Linked DNA regions of Mus musculus: regions 2 and 3 are each linked to region 1. The links are chromatin contacts, called in public Hi-C and HiChIP or PLAC-seq maps. All regions are on one chromosome and are shown on one strand. Each heading gives the region's core, a stretch centred on a gene start, on an enhancer-like site or on the middle of the called end of the contact. The rest is flanking DNA. Distances are from core to core; before and after follow the strand shown.

The links. A called contact is a pair of places that touch in the nucleus more often than the background predicts. HiChIP or PLAC-seq counts read pairs in DNA pulled down with a chosen protein or histone mark.
Region 2: a contact with region 1 is called in a Hi-C map of effector CD8 T cells, with 2.5 times the contacts expected there. The contact joins two enhancer-like sites. A contact is called at or near these places in 2 of 15 datasets of contacts at CTCF or cohesin (embryonic stem cells and large pre-B cells), 17 of 484 Hi-C or Micro-C datasets (the AML12 cell line, the G1E-ER4 cell line, bone marrow-derived macrophages and 5 more), 14 of 115 datasets of contacts at active chromatin or transcription factors (bone marrow-derived macrophages, effector CD8 T cells, embryonic basal ganglia and 5 more) and 5 of 9 other capture datasets (adipose tissue, embryonic stem cells, liver and 2 more).
Region 3: a contact with region 1 is called in an H3K4me3 HiChIP or PLAC-seq map of bone marrow-derived macrophages, with 2.8 times the contacts expected there. The contact joins two enhancer-like sites. A contact is called at or near these places in 8 of 39 promoter capture datasets (the C10 cell line, the HPC-7 cell line, hematopoietic stem and progenitor cells and 4 more), 1 of 484 Hi-C or Micro-C datasets (CD4 T cells), 7 of 115 datasets of contacts at active chromatin or transcription factors (the HPC-7 cell line, bone marrow-derived macrophages, effector CD8 T cells and 2 more) and 4 of 9 other capture datasets (adipose tissue, embryonic stem cells, liver and 1 more).

What each region holds. Positions count from the first base shown.
Region 1 is chr14:57,908,469-57,913,013 of GRCm38.p6, reverse strand. No RefSeq gene overlaps it. Among named protein-coding and RNA genes, the nearest start is that of Zdhhc20, 20 kb to the right of the region's middle. Within about 2 kb of position 2,338, at least 286 of the 459 cell types and tissues checked have an H3K27ac peak or open chromatin away from gene starts, as enhancers often do. A contact at or near this core is called in the HPC-7 cell line, bone marrow-derived macrophages, effector CD8 T cells and 4 more, where this site is marked.
Region 2 is chr14:57,711,166-57,715,710 of GRCm38.p6, reverse strand. The region is part of intron 2 of Lats2 (large tumor suppressor 2); the gene reads left to right. Among named protein-coding and RNA genes, the nearest start is that of Gm26440, 16 kb to the right of the region's middle. Within about 2 kb of position 2,645, at least 63 of the 459 cell types and tissues checked have an H3K27ac peak or open chromatin away from gene starts, as enhancers often do. A contact at or near this core is called in effector CD8 T cells and regulatory T cells, where this site is marked.
Region 3 is chr14:57,769,663-57,774,207 of GRCm38.p6, reverse strand. No RefSeq gene overlaps it. Among named protein-coding and RNA genes, the nearest start is that of Lats2, 26 kb to the right of the region's middle. Within about 2 kb of position 1,842, at least 78 of the 459 cell types and tissues checked have an H3K27ac peak or open chromatin away from gene starts, as enhancers often do. A contact at or near this core is called in the HPC-7 cell line, bone marrow-derived macrophages, effector CD8 T cells and 3 more, where this site is marked.

The sequences.
Region 1 (4,545 bases), core at 1,089-3,588:
CAGGGGAATTTCTGAGTTTGAGTCCAGCCTGGTCTACAAAGTGAGTTCCAGGACAGCCAGGGCTACACAGAGAAACCCTGTCTCAAAAAAAAAAAAAAAAAAAAAAAAAAAAAAAAAACAAATAATAATAATAATAAAATAACATGTAACCAGGAGTTCAGGCACAATTCTATTGGAAGTGTTCCCCAGATAAATTAACATTTCTGAAACACTCTTGGGGGACTGACCTTTAGAATATGTAACAACTTGGTAGAAAAACAAGCAAAGAGGCTGGGCACAGTCAGAGGCTTCTATAACTCCAGCTATGTGGGAAGCTGGGGGGAAGATACACTTGTGTTCAAGGGTTTGAGGCACACCTGGGCAAAAGTGAGATTCTATGTGGGAAAGGAAAAGGGAGGGGAGAAACAAGGAGAAGCAGAGGGAATGGTGGGGGGGGATAGAAACGGGAGGAGCAAAAGGAGGGGGAGGAGCAGAAGGAGGGGAGGAGCAGAAGGAGGGGAAAGAGCAGAAGGAGAGGGAGGAGCAGAAGGAGGGGAGGAGCAGAAGGAGGGGAGGAGCAGAAGGAGGGGGAGGAGCAGAAGGAGGGGAGGAGCAGAAGGAGGGGAGGAGCAGAAGAAGGGGGAGGAGCAGAAGGAGGGGGAGGAGCAGAAGGAGGGGAAGGAGCAGAAGGAGGGGAGGAGCAGAAGGAGGGGAGGAGTAGAAGGAGGGGGAGGAGCAGAAAGAGGGGGAGGAGCAGAAGGAGGGGAGGAGCAGAAGGAGGGGGAGGAGCAGAAGGAGGGGAGGAGCAGAAGGAGGGGGAGGGACAGAAAGAGGGGAAGGAGCAGAAGGAGGGGAGGAGCAGAAGGAGGGGAGGAGCAGAAGGAGGGGGAGGAGCAGAAGGAGGGGGAGGAGCAGAAGGAGGGGAGGAGCAGAAGGAGGGGGAGGGACAGAAAGAGGGGAAGGAGCAGAAGGAGGGGAGGAGCAGAAGGAGGGGAGGAGCAGAAGGAGGGAGAAGAGGGAAGAAGCAGCTGATGACTGCATTCACCTTGAGAGGGGAGAGAGCACAAAGATTGGCCTGAGTCCCCAAGAAAGCTCTGAGCAGTATACAAATTAAGACAAGACACCAACCCATACTTACCAGATTGGCAAAAAGTAGGATGTGATCTAGGAGTGTTAGCATGGACTCAGGAAACAAGATCCCTGTGTCTGCTGGCTACACACTGACAATCTTAAGGAAACTTAGAGCAAGCCTGCCTCCTGGCCAAATGTCCCCAGAGAAACATGCTAACGGTCAGAGGGTGGCTCCAAGGGCTTCCTGTCAGGACTGCCTGCACCAGTGTCCACCACTAAAGAAATAAATTGTGCCAAGGAAGATGGCACTGAGTTAGAACTGAACAGCAGGAATATAAGTCCATGTAGTAAGCTGAAGACGCAGGGGGTGAGACCTAGACCGACCACAGTTTATGTAAATCAGCAACTAGAGCTACTGACGTGGCCCAGCAGATAAAGGTGCTTGCCACCAAGCCTGACCATCTGAGTTCAAGCCCTGGAACCCACCTGGTGGGAGGATAGAATACGGTCCTACAAGTTGTCCTCTGACTGCCACATACATGTGCACTATGGATCTCTTTGAGTTCAAGGCCATCCTGGCCTACATAGAGAGCTCCAAGACAGCCAGGGCTACATAAAGAAACCCTGTCTCCAATAAATAAAACTTCAAGAGCCTATGAGATAGTTCAGTGACTAAAGGCACTTGCTGTCAAGGCTGATGACCTGATTTCAGTCCTCGGGACCCACATATTGGAAAGAAAGAACTTGACTCCCAAAAGTTGCCTTGTAATCTCCACATGGCCCTCGCACCCATAAATAAGTAAAAATAAATACATAAATAAAATCTTAATTTAAATTACTTTTTAATGTAGGCACATTAAGAATCATCATAAGAAAGAATACATGTTCTCAAAATGTGGAGTTCAAATTGACAGTACAACCTCAGCCGGGCGTTGGTGGCGCACGCCTTTAATTCCAGCACTCTGGCGGATTTCTGAGTTCGAGGCCAGCCTGGTCTGCAGAGTGGGTTCCAGGACAGCCAGGGCTATACAGAGAAACCCTGTCTCGAAAAAAAAAGAGAGAGAGCGTGACACAGTACAACCTCGTCAGCACCGTAGGATAATTGAGACAAAAAGAGAAAAGTGATCGCAGTCTCAGTGCGGACGCTTTCAAAGAAATAGAATTCAACACGAAAGTCCCACAAGATGGCGCCCTTGCATCCCAAAACCATGCCCAGGCACCCGCACGGAAGAAGGTAGGAGCAAGGCAAGGACTGTCTCAAAGGCCAGTCTGAAAGAAAACACTGCAGGCAGCATGAACTGCCACGCCCTGGTGAGTATTCAGAAGACTGCGCCTGCTGCCCGCTGGTTGGCGACGGGCTGTATTTGAAGAGGAAGGAAATGAAGCCCGGGGCAGTTCCTTCCGAGTCTTCACCACCAGAGCTTTTCTGATGGCGGTGTGCCTTTGTTTTGGTGGAATCGATCCTCCTTCCACGAGAGTGAAGTGAGAGATGACGTTTTTTTGCTTACAGCATTCGGGTTTGCAGAGGATTTGTGAGAAGTATTTGATGGTGAGAAAAACACTAATTCTAAGGCCCAGAAAAAGACAAACTATGACTATTTTCTCCTCAAATATATTGAGTCATAATTTTATCAACTATCATTACAGCATCATTTCAGAGACTAAAATCTGGAAATCACATAAATATCCAGCACCATGAAGAGGGATAAGTAGATTATATGATTGAATTCTTGGCGACCACTTCAAGTGTGAGAGGGTATGCTGGGCTAGTCTTCTGTTAACTTGACACAAGCTTGAGTCACCTGAAAGAAGGGAGCCGCAATTGAGAAAATGCCTCCTTAAGATCCAGCTTTAAGGGTGTTTTGTCAATTAATGATCATGGAGGAGTATCAGGCCCATGTGTGTGGTGCTGTCCCTGGGCAGGTGATCCTGGGTTCTATAAGAAAGCAGACTGAGAAGTCAGTAAGCAGAACCCTCCATGGCCTCTGCATCAGCTCCTGCCTCCAGGTTCCTGCCCTGTCTGAGTTCCAAACCTGACATCCTTTGGTGACGAACAGCAGTGTGGAAGTATAAGCTGAATAAACCCTTTCCTCCCCAGCTTGCTTTTGGTCATGGTGTTTCATTGCAGCAATAGAAACCCTAATTAAGACAGTGTATAAATTAAGTTGCAGGATCCTGCAGATGGAAAAGGGATTGTCTCACTGTTCCAGCCTCCTTTTTCCATACACACTGGGCTCTATGATGCTAGGCAGCGACCTGGGGATGCTGGTTGCCTTTACCTGCTGGCTGGCAGCATCCTGACCTCTGCCCACAGTGAGCAGTACAAGGGAGGCTTCAAGCCTGGGGTTGGAAAACAAGCCCTGTGATATCTCCAGTCTCGGCCTGCATCCCTGCATCATCCCTGCAGTACCAGTCTCTGGCTGCTTTTTTTTTTTTTTTTTTTTTTTTTTTTTTTTTTTGGCAAGCCTAGAACCAACTCCATTGTTTGTGCTCTCCGAAGCCCCACTAGCCTTTTCCTCTGGGCATCCTTTCCTAATCGCGTAGGACTGACTGTTCCTTCAAGCCTCTAGACTACAATAACTCCAACCTCTTGCCTTTATGCTCAGGCCGTGAACATGATAGTTGCTTCCAGCAGGGATTTCTCTGTGTTACTCCAGTGCTCTCTCTGGTTAAAATTCCCTAATACCTATTTCAAACACTTCTTTTTCTTTAATCAAATTTTCTGTTATGCTTTTTAAATTAATTTATTTATTGTATGTGCACCGGTGTTTTGCCTGCGTGTGCGTCTGTGTTGGATTCTGGAGTTACAGACAGCTGTGAGCTGCAGTATGGGTGCTGAAAATTGAACCCAGGTCCTCTGGAAGAACAGCCAGTGCCCTTAACCAATGAGCCCTCTCTCCAGCTCTGCTGTTACAATACTTAATGTGGAGTATGATAAAATGACCCTGAGCCAGGAAATAAAAATAGATGCCTATCTAGAGGGAGGACTGTCTTAGTTACTCTTCTATTTCTGTGATAAGACACCATCACCAAGGCAAATTGCAAAGAGAAACGCTTATTTGGGGCTTAAACTGCCATAGGGTTAGAGCTTATGACCACCGTGGTGTGAAGCACGGCAGCAGGCAGGCAGGCATGGCATTGGAACAGTAGCTGAGAGCTCTCATCTTGAGACACAACCATGAAGAAGGGAGAAAGAAAACATTCAGAATGGGCTAGCTTTTGAACCTCAAAGCCAGACCCTAGCAACACACTTAGTTTAATAAGACCATGCCCCCTAGTCATTTCCAAATAGTTCCAGGAGCATTTGAGGACCATTCTCATTCAAACCGCCACCCAGAGAACAAAGGCCACAGTTCATTTCCTTCCTCTTCCTTCACCCAACAGCAGCTGCTTCTGAGCACTTGTAAACATTCACCAGGGTGTGGCAAGTCTAAAGACTTGGTGCTGTGAATTCTGTGTGAAAGAATTTTTTATTTTGTTTTTGTTCGTTTGTTG
Region 2 (4,545 bases), core at 1,396-3,895, 200 kb after region 1:
TACAGCTGAGTAAGGTCACTCATGGAAAAGATGTTCCTCCTTGAACTGGCTGTTTTATGATAAAAATCAATACTTAGAGCAACTCTCGCACTCACCTCCCACCCATGTTTCTGGGTCTAGTGCTAATGCAGGTTTTGTTTTGGTGGTTTTGTTTGTTTGAGACAGGGTTTCCATGCATCGTCCAGGCATAACTGAACTCTGAATCCTTGTGCCTCAGCTTCTTGAGTGCAGCGGTTGCATGTATGTGGTGCCGTTCCTGGCTCTTGCCACTTTGAAATGTGGCTTGTAATGCTCATTTCCGAGGATGCTGGCGGGGTTTGGCGCCTGTTGCAGCATGAGCCCCTTGCTGCTCAGCCTTGCTCATCCTACAGGCCTCTCAGTCCACCATTTCCTTCTTAAGTTTTCAAGGGCTTAGACTCTGCTCATTGACTACATGGCAAGGGTGTAGGATGGATTTTCTAAAATAATGCTAAGGTAGCACTAGATAGGATATTTCATACAAGAGTTGGACGCTTCGCTAACAATAATAAATATAGCGCTCTGTCCTGTATTTTTTGGCTTTGAACTTGACAACAGCCAGCTAGTATTTTACCCCTGGATCTTCCAGACCTAGAAAAAATACATAATAGGTGTTAAAATTCCTGGAGCATGGTAAAGGCTCACTACTAGCAGAGACTGGACCACCCTGCCGTCACTCCTCACAGGGAGGCCTCTTAGCTGAAAGAGCCATCTCAGAAGATGCTGTCTGCTTGGACACTTGCCCTGTGAGGTTTCATCTTAGCTGCCCTCCTTTAATGTGAGTGTGTGTAGTGGCCACATTAAAAATAGGAGTCTTGGAGCTGGGAAATGGCTCAGTCAGTAAAGTCACGCTTGCTGAGCATGTGTGAATGCGTGGGACCCAAGTTCAGATTTCAAGCATCTATGTAAAAAGCTAAGCATGGCAGTATGTGCTTGTAATCCAAGCTCCTGGGGCTTCCTGGCCAACCAATCCAGCTAAATTAGCCAGCTCCAGGCTAGGAAAACCATGGTGGACTGCAATAGAGGAAGAGAAGATGCCCAGGATCCCTGTCCTCTACACACGCACGCGCACGCGCACGCGCACACACACACACGCACGCACACACGCACACCAAAACAAACAAGATATACCCTCACAATGCCCTGTTAGGAGAAAGTGCAGCTTTCCTGTGTGTCTAAGCCCTTGGAACAGGCCAGTAGGAGATATAGGGACTGAGCCAGAGCTGGCGCATGCTGACTGGGGCTTGTGAAAAGGAGCGGATGCTTCAAAAAGTAGCTAAGAGTCAAGAGGCAGAGAGCCTCCCGGGTCTGGCCTGCTTGATGCTTCACCAGTGTGGATCTCTGTGGAACTGCCACACAGCCACTGACAAATTTTTAATGATAATTTTACAAAAGCTTTCTAGAAGCCCAGTGATGTGTGGTGTTCCTATTTCAAGTGTTTTAAAGAACTTTGCTTGTCAAAGACTCTGGATTGCTGGCAATTTTTTTTTTATCTCTAAGCAGAACTCGAGTTTTTTTTTGTTTTTGTTTTTAAAGTAACTGTCTTGAATTGCATTTAAGATAAGCATAAGTCCTTAGAGATCATTTGTGAGAAGAAAAATGTCATGTAGATTGCAAGAGCAGTTTCTGCAGAACTCCTTAGAGGAGAGGGTGGCAGCAGAGCAGGCCCAGGAGTAAAGTCCTTCATGATGCTGAGCCAGGGGAGCAGTCTTGCCTACCGACCTCTTGGAGCTGACCGTGCAGACGTGAGCTGAGCAGAGGGGCACTGCAGTGGCTGGCACCCTCCCTTCTTTCTCCCTCCCTCCTTCCAACTTGTAACTGACAGTGGCTGTAAACTCAGTTTCTGGCCCAGGTTTTTACTGTCACTGAAGGACCCAGCTGGTGCTGACCGACGACAGTGACTTTGCCAGTGTTTATGAAAGCAGTAAGAGTAACAGAACATCTCACGTGTGCGTGCATGTGTGCGTATGTAAACCTATGCATGTGGAAGCCAGAGGACAGCTTAGTTGTCCCTCAGGCCTCATCTGCGTTGTTGTTGTTGTTGTTGTTGTTGTTGTTGTTGTGTCTGCTCACTGTCCTGAAACATGCTGGCCCCGGGTCATTCTGGCCCCGGGTCAGTGGTCTGTTCTCCCCTGGGCTGGAATGTCAAGTCTTGTCTCTACACCTTGCTTTGCTAGAAGGAGTGCTGGGATTTGTTTGTTTGGTTGATTGGTTGGATGGTTGGTGTTTGTGGGTGTTTTGCCTGCGTGTATGTGCATCACCTGTGTGCCTGCAGAGTCCATCAGATCCTGCTACTGAGAGCAGATCTTCTGGAACTGAGTTACAGACAGTTGAGCCTCCAGATGGGTGCTGGGAATCAAATGGAAGTCCTCTCCACGAGCAGCCAAGAGCAGTCAATGCTCCTAACCACTGAGCCACCTCTCAAAGACCTTAAAAAGAAGTGCTCTGTGGCATGTGTTACAGAGCTGTGCTCTTCACAGCCCTTCTCATGCCCACTTCTTATCAAGGCTGTTCACCCATCTTGTGCTTTGGCTTGCTATTACAGAGACAAACCACACCTACTTTGTACAGTAGGACTTTGTACAACTTTCTTCATTGTGTGGTAGCAATTATTCTGTAATGATGGGTGTGGCCAACGCAGCTGATGAGCTGTGGTGACACTTGCACCACTGTGATGAACTGTGGTGACACTTACACCACTTCCCTTCTTCAGTTGTCACACTGAAGAACATTTAAGTGGACAAGTTTCCATTGTAGACAGGAGAGGTACACAGTCTGTCTCTGCTTGTGTGAGGCAGTCACCAAGAGTGGCCATGTTATCTTGGGCTGTGGGGTTTATTTTGCGTATCTTTAATTTGGGGCCAGTTCTCCTTTTTCCATTGTGTCTGTGTGAGCCCTAGCCTTGCTGCTGCTCGCCGGCATCCTGAATATTTGCCAGTGTGATGGCCGCTCACAGGCATCGCTCCTGTTTTGTGAAATGAAGTTTCGTGTTTACTAACAACATGCAATTTCTTGGACTATGTGGGTTTTGTCTGTTAGGTCCTGGGATTGAATCTAGGGCCCTGTACTTGCTGGGGCAGGTGTTCTCTCACTCAGCTCCAGCCCCCATTCAGACTTTACCTGTGTGAGCCTAGAAAACAACTAGTCAGGCTGAGGTTCCGTCTCTTGGCTTGGAAAGATAAATGTCCACAATTCAGAGTACAGAGCACAGGGACCATGCTCACAGCTCCTGGTTCTTATTGTTGTTGTTGTTGTTGTTGTTGTTTTTGGTGGTGGTGGTGGTGGTGGTGGTGGTGGTGGTGGTTCTTCAAGACCAGGCTTCTCCGGGTAGCTGTGGCTGTCCTGGAACTAGTTCTGTAGATCAGTCTGGCTTTGAACTCACAGAGATCTGCCTGCCTTTGCTTCCTGAGTGCTTTGCTCAGTTCCTAGGTCTAAGCATGCCTTGGTCTCGAGTCATTCTGAGGGGTGCTGCCACCCAATGGGAGAGACCCTAATTGTCTAAAGCAACACGAGCTAGACCAAGAGTTTGGTTGGTTTGTTGGGACTGACCAGAGGAGGCCCCAGCAGAGTCTCAGGAGACTCATATGGACCTGTAGTTCAGGGTGTGGACAGACCATGGCAGCTGGATACAGTGGTAAGCCTACTTTGGTGTCGCACCAGCCTGATAGTACAGCTGCTCACCTCTGCCCTCCTGGATAACTCTCCACAGAGTGGTGAGGTTGTTCGTTTTAGTTGAAGATACAGAAGCACAGCTCTCACCTCAAAGAAGTAAAAACCATGTGTTCTGGAGCCAGAACCAGAGTGGCCATGGCCCTGAGCAGAGAGTTAGGCTCCTCCAAACACATGTGCAGCTTGATAATGCTGGCTTGAAGGTTTATGGGAACCAAATAAATAAAGTCACAAACCAAGGAAACATTAGGTGGGCAGAGCAGGAAGATCTCAGCCATTGACCTTAGATGCCATCTGAGCATTCTTAGCCTTTGGATTACAGGAAGTTTGGTGTCTATTTGTACATTCCAAGGGGATTTACCTCGTAGTCACAAAGGTGTTAGCCATACTCAGGTGGACAAGGAGTGGCAACTAAGGGGAATTACACATAGTGTAGGGTATGGCATGGGTGCTGGATGGCTTTTAAGGGGATGGGTCAGGACAGGGGACGGGTGAGAAGGGACTAGAGTTCCAACAGCAGCAGAGACTACTTGTGTGTGCAGTGGAGGGGTGCTAATGGTGCCTTTATTTACTAAGCCTTATTTCCTGAACATAGAGCTAATACAGAACTCTCAGGACAGTCTCATCTCGTCTCCCCACCCAGGAATCCCTGTCCCTGAGCTTATGTTCTTTCTCCACATATGAAAGTCCTCAGTGTACTTTGGATGAAAAACTAGAGGCCCTGATTCAAATAGTGGTGGCTGTTGCCGTGAGGAAATGTGTAGGCGGACCTACACGTGATGATCGTTATTTTGTAAGAGGTTCTCTTCATCCTGGTTCACATGCATCCATCACAATCCATCACTCTTAGGCCCCTTT
Region 3 (4,545 bases), core at 593-3,092, 140 kb after region 1:
CCTGGGATGTGATTGACATACCCAGCGACATTCCTACAAACACATTCTTTTTTTCCAATGAAGATGGTTATTTTCTCTGACTAGAACTTCCATGTTGAACAGAGGTGGCCAGAGCGAGCGTGCATACCTCTCTGGTTATTGATCATAAAATGAAGACATTCAGGTATTTTTCTCTAGGATGTTCACTGTGCACTTTTCAACGGTCCTTCCAATGTTGCCAAGGTCAGCTTGCCTGCGTTTGTTGAGTTGTGAATGGCACTTACCAGTGACATTGGCCAAAGGTGGTTTGTTTTTGTTTGGTAGCATCTTTGGCTTTGGTGTTGGGGTCATGCTGACATCATAGAATGAACCTTAGAGCGTTCCTTCCTCTACAACTTGAAAGGAGAAATTTAAATGTAGTAGAGGGGCTGGAGAGATGGCTTTGTGGTTAGCCACATAGGCTGCTCTGCCAAAGGACCCAAGTTCAGTTTCCAGGACCAGCACAGTGGCTTAACCCACTCACAACTCCAGTTTCAGAGGATCAGATGCCCTTCACTGGCCTCCCTGGGCTCAAGTATGCATGTCATGCAAGCTCATATATGCACATAAAAATAAAAAATAAATAAACTAAAAAATAATAAACCTGTCAGAATTCACCAGACAAGACATCTGCTTCTGGGTTTTTGTTGCTGTTGTGGGTGTTTTATTACCAATTCAACCTCTTTATTAATTATAGACCTGTTCAGATATTTTATTTCTTTCTGGTTCTGTCTTAGAAAACTGCATCTGTTGAAATTCCCCCTTTTCTCCTGAAGTTATCTAGCACTGGTGTAAACTACTTATAGAATGTTTTTACAATTTTTTTTTCTGTGGTATTGGCTACACCACCTCCACTTTCATATGAGGCTTTGGTTATTAGAGTGTGTGCTCTTTTTATCTTACTTAGTCTAGCAAAAGTCTAGCCAGCTTTCCCTTTCCAGAACCTCTTAGCTCTGTTGACTTGTTCCTGGTGATTGTCAATTTTGTATTACTTCTATTCTTTTTCTTTTGTCTTTTTTTTTCTTTTTCTTTATTTTATGTATGAGTACACTGTCACTGTCTTCAGACACACCAGAAGAGGGCATCTGATCTCATTACAGATGGTTGTGAGCCACCATGTGGTTGTTGAGAATTGAACTCAGGACCTCCTTAAGAGTAGTCAGTGCTCAGCTGGGCAGTGGTGGTGCACGCCTTTAATCCCAGCATTTGGGAGGTAGACACAGGCGGATTTCTGAGTTCGAGGCCAGCCTGGTCTACTGAGTGAGTTCCAGGACAGCCAGGGCTACACAGAGAAACCCTGTCTCGGGGGTGGGGGGAGGGAAGAGTAGTCAGTGCTCATAACCACTGAGTCATCTCTTCAGCCCCATACCCATATTTCTTCTGGAGTCATTATTTCCTTCCAAGACCCCTCTTCCTTGGCTGATCATTCTAGCATGTTGAGTGTACAGTCTGTGGTAAGTCTGTGGTACCAGCCCACACCATTGTAGTCGTTCCTTAGCATTGTTTGTGCTATACTACATTAGTCTGATCTGTATTTCTATTCATCTTGAGGTTAGTTTTGTAGTTTCCCTTTTGACTTCCTCTTTCACCCAATCATTTCCACACCTCCAGGAGCTTGCTAGTTTCTTTCCGTTGATTTCTAGTTGTATCCTGTTTTGTTTAAAATATGTACTTGGTAGGATCTCTGTCTTCTAAGGTTGGTTGAAACTTGTTCTGTGACCTAACCTGTGATGTTGAATAGAGTGGCCAGGGTGATTATGCTCATCTTGTCCTGGTGATGAAGGGGAAGTACCTTAGTGTCCTTCCCGTGACTGTGATAACACCATGACCACAAGCAGTCTGGGGAGGAAAGGGTTCATTTGGCTCACAGGTTACAGTCCATCCTCAGGAGAAGCTGAGACAATGGAGAGGTGCTAAGCAATCCAACCCGCTCCTCTCCCAGGAAGAATCTCTGGGCTACAGTCTCCTTGTTGTATGGAGCCAGAGCTGCGCTGAGGGTAGTGACTATGGTCACAGAATATCGTGACTTTTCCTACTACTTCTCTATAAGTGGTTCTGCACTTGTTCAGGGTGCAGGAGTCTCTCACCTAGTTTCGAACTTCTCATGAAAAGAAAACTGTGTATTTAGCATTGTTGGAAGTGTATATCCAAGAGAGGAAGAATTCTGGTCTTTCTTTTCCACTGTCTTGCTGACATCCTTTGTCTGATTAATTTCAATGTAATGATTTGGGACAGCAGGTTAGATACGAACTTGGAACCTTGTTTGGCCACTGCCTTGCTGTGAGATGTTAGGCAGATCCAAAGCTCCACACTCGGGCTAGAGACATACTTTGAGTAGTTGCTGCTCTTGTAGGGGATCCGGATTCAGTAGCCATCACCCACATGACATCTTACAACTATCTGTAACTCCGGTGCCAGGGAATCCAAAGCCCTTTCTGGCTTCTGAAGGTACCAGGGCTTTCCTGATACACACATATACATGCAGGCAAACATTCATGCACATAAATATAAATCTTTTAAAAAGGCTTTGTGCTTAATTTTAATTTGTATCAGATGCTGTGCTGGCTAGTTTTATGTCAAGTTGACACAAGCTAGAATCATTTGCAAAGAGGAACCCTCAACTGAGAAAATGTCCCCACCAGACTGGCCTGCGGGCAAGCCTGTGTTACATTTTCTTAGTTGGTGAAAGATATGGAATGACTCAGTCCATTGTGCGTGGTGCCATCCCTGGGCTGGTCCCAGGTATGTATAAGAAAGCAGGCCGAGCCCTGAGAAGTAAACCAGAAAGCAGCTTCTACCATGACTTCTGCATCAGTTTCTGCCTCCAGGCCCTGCCCTGACTTCCCTCAGCGATGAACTGTTACCTGGAAGCATAAGCTGAAGTAACTCATTTCCTTCACAGGTTGCTTTCGGTCATAGCAATAAACACCGTATGGCAGCTGGTATTTATCAGATTGGCCATTCCACAGGGCGTCTCTGAATCCATGATGAGAAAAACCCTTTAAGGAATTTACACCGGGACCTCATCCATCCTGAGCCCAACTCCAGTTCCAGAGGCTCTGATGCACTCTTCTGACTTAAGGGCAACAAGCACATGCAGCATACATACATACATACACATACATGTACACACATGTACACACATACATACATACATACATGTACATACATGTACATGCATATATATACATACACACATGTACATACATACGTGTATATGCATACATGCACATACATGCGCACACACATACATGTACATACATACATACATGTAGACAAAACATTCACACAAACAGAATAAATCTAATTTTTAAAAAATCTTAAAACCAAACCAAACTACCAACAACAAAACACCACAAGGAAGCCAAGAGCAGTCATCTCTGAACGTGTCGACTGATCACAATTAAAAATAAAAGTTTCCGCTCCCGAAGCCTGTCCTGCCACCTGACCCCATGAACCTATTAAGAAAGAAGATGAAGAGAACTGAGCTCTTAGGTGTCTCAGCCAGCTTTCCATCAAAACAACAAAACTGGTTTCGTTAGCTTAGACAAAGGGTTTCTGTAGCTCACAGTTGTATTTCACCCAAAACCAGAAATCGCAGGCACTGAACTTCAGGGGGCAGCGCTGGATGGCAGAGACCAGGGGCCTGTGGCAGAGACAAACTTCATGTCTTGTGGACCAGGAAGCAGAGAGAAAGAGAAGGAGGCCAGGGTCTTGGTCTCCAGTGACCCAAAGGACCTCCTATTAGTCTCTACCTCCCACAGAGTCCACCATTTCTGAGTAGTGCCACCAATGGGACTTAGCATGTGGACCTCAGGGGAACATTCGGCATCCAAATGATAATACGTGGCACTAGGACACCCAGCTCAAATTCCCAGATCTGACCTCCATCTCACTTCCTTTCATATGCCCTTTTCCAGTCTTTTAAAAACAGTGGTGGGGCTGGTGAGATGGCTCAGTGGGTAAGAGCACCCGACTGCTCTTCCGAAAGTCCGAAGTTCAAATCCCAGCAACCACGTGGTGGCTCACAACCACCCGGAATGAGATCTAATGCCCTCTTCTGGTGCGTCTGAAGACAGCTACAGTGTACTTACATATAATAAATAAATTAATTAATTAAAAAATAATAAATAAAAACAGTGATGATGATAGTGGTGGTGGTGGTTTTATTGGTTTTTCAAGACAGGATATCTCTGTGTAGCCCTGGCTGATCTGTAACTCGCTCTGTAGTCCAGGTCTGTCTCAAACTCAGAGATTCCCCTGCCTCTGCTTCCTGAGTGCTTGGATTAAGGGAACGAGCCACCACACCCCACTTAAGTTTATTCATTCATTCATTCATTCATTCATTCATTCGGGTGTGGAGAGAGCGCTCATGCTACTGTGTGAGCTTTGGAGCAGAAGACGGTTGGTTCTCTCCATCCTCCTTGTGGGCCTGGGTGTGAAACTTGGGTTATCAGGCTTGGTACCAAGCACCTTCACCAACTGAACCACCTTGCCAGCCTTTACCAATCTTTTAAAAATAAGTCT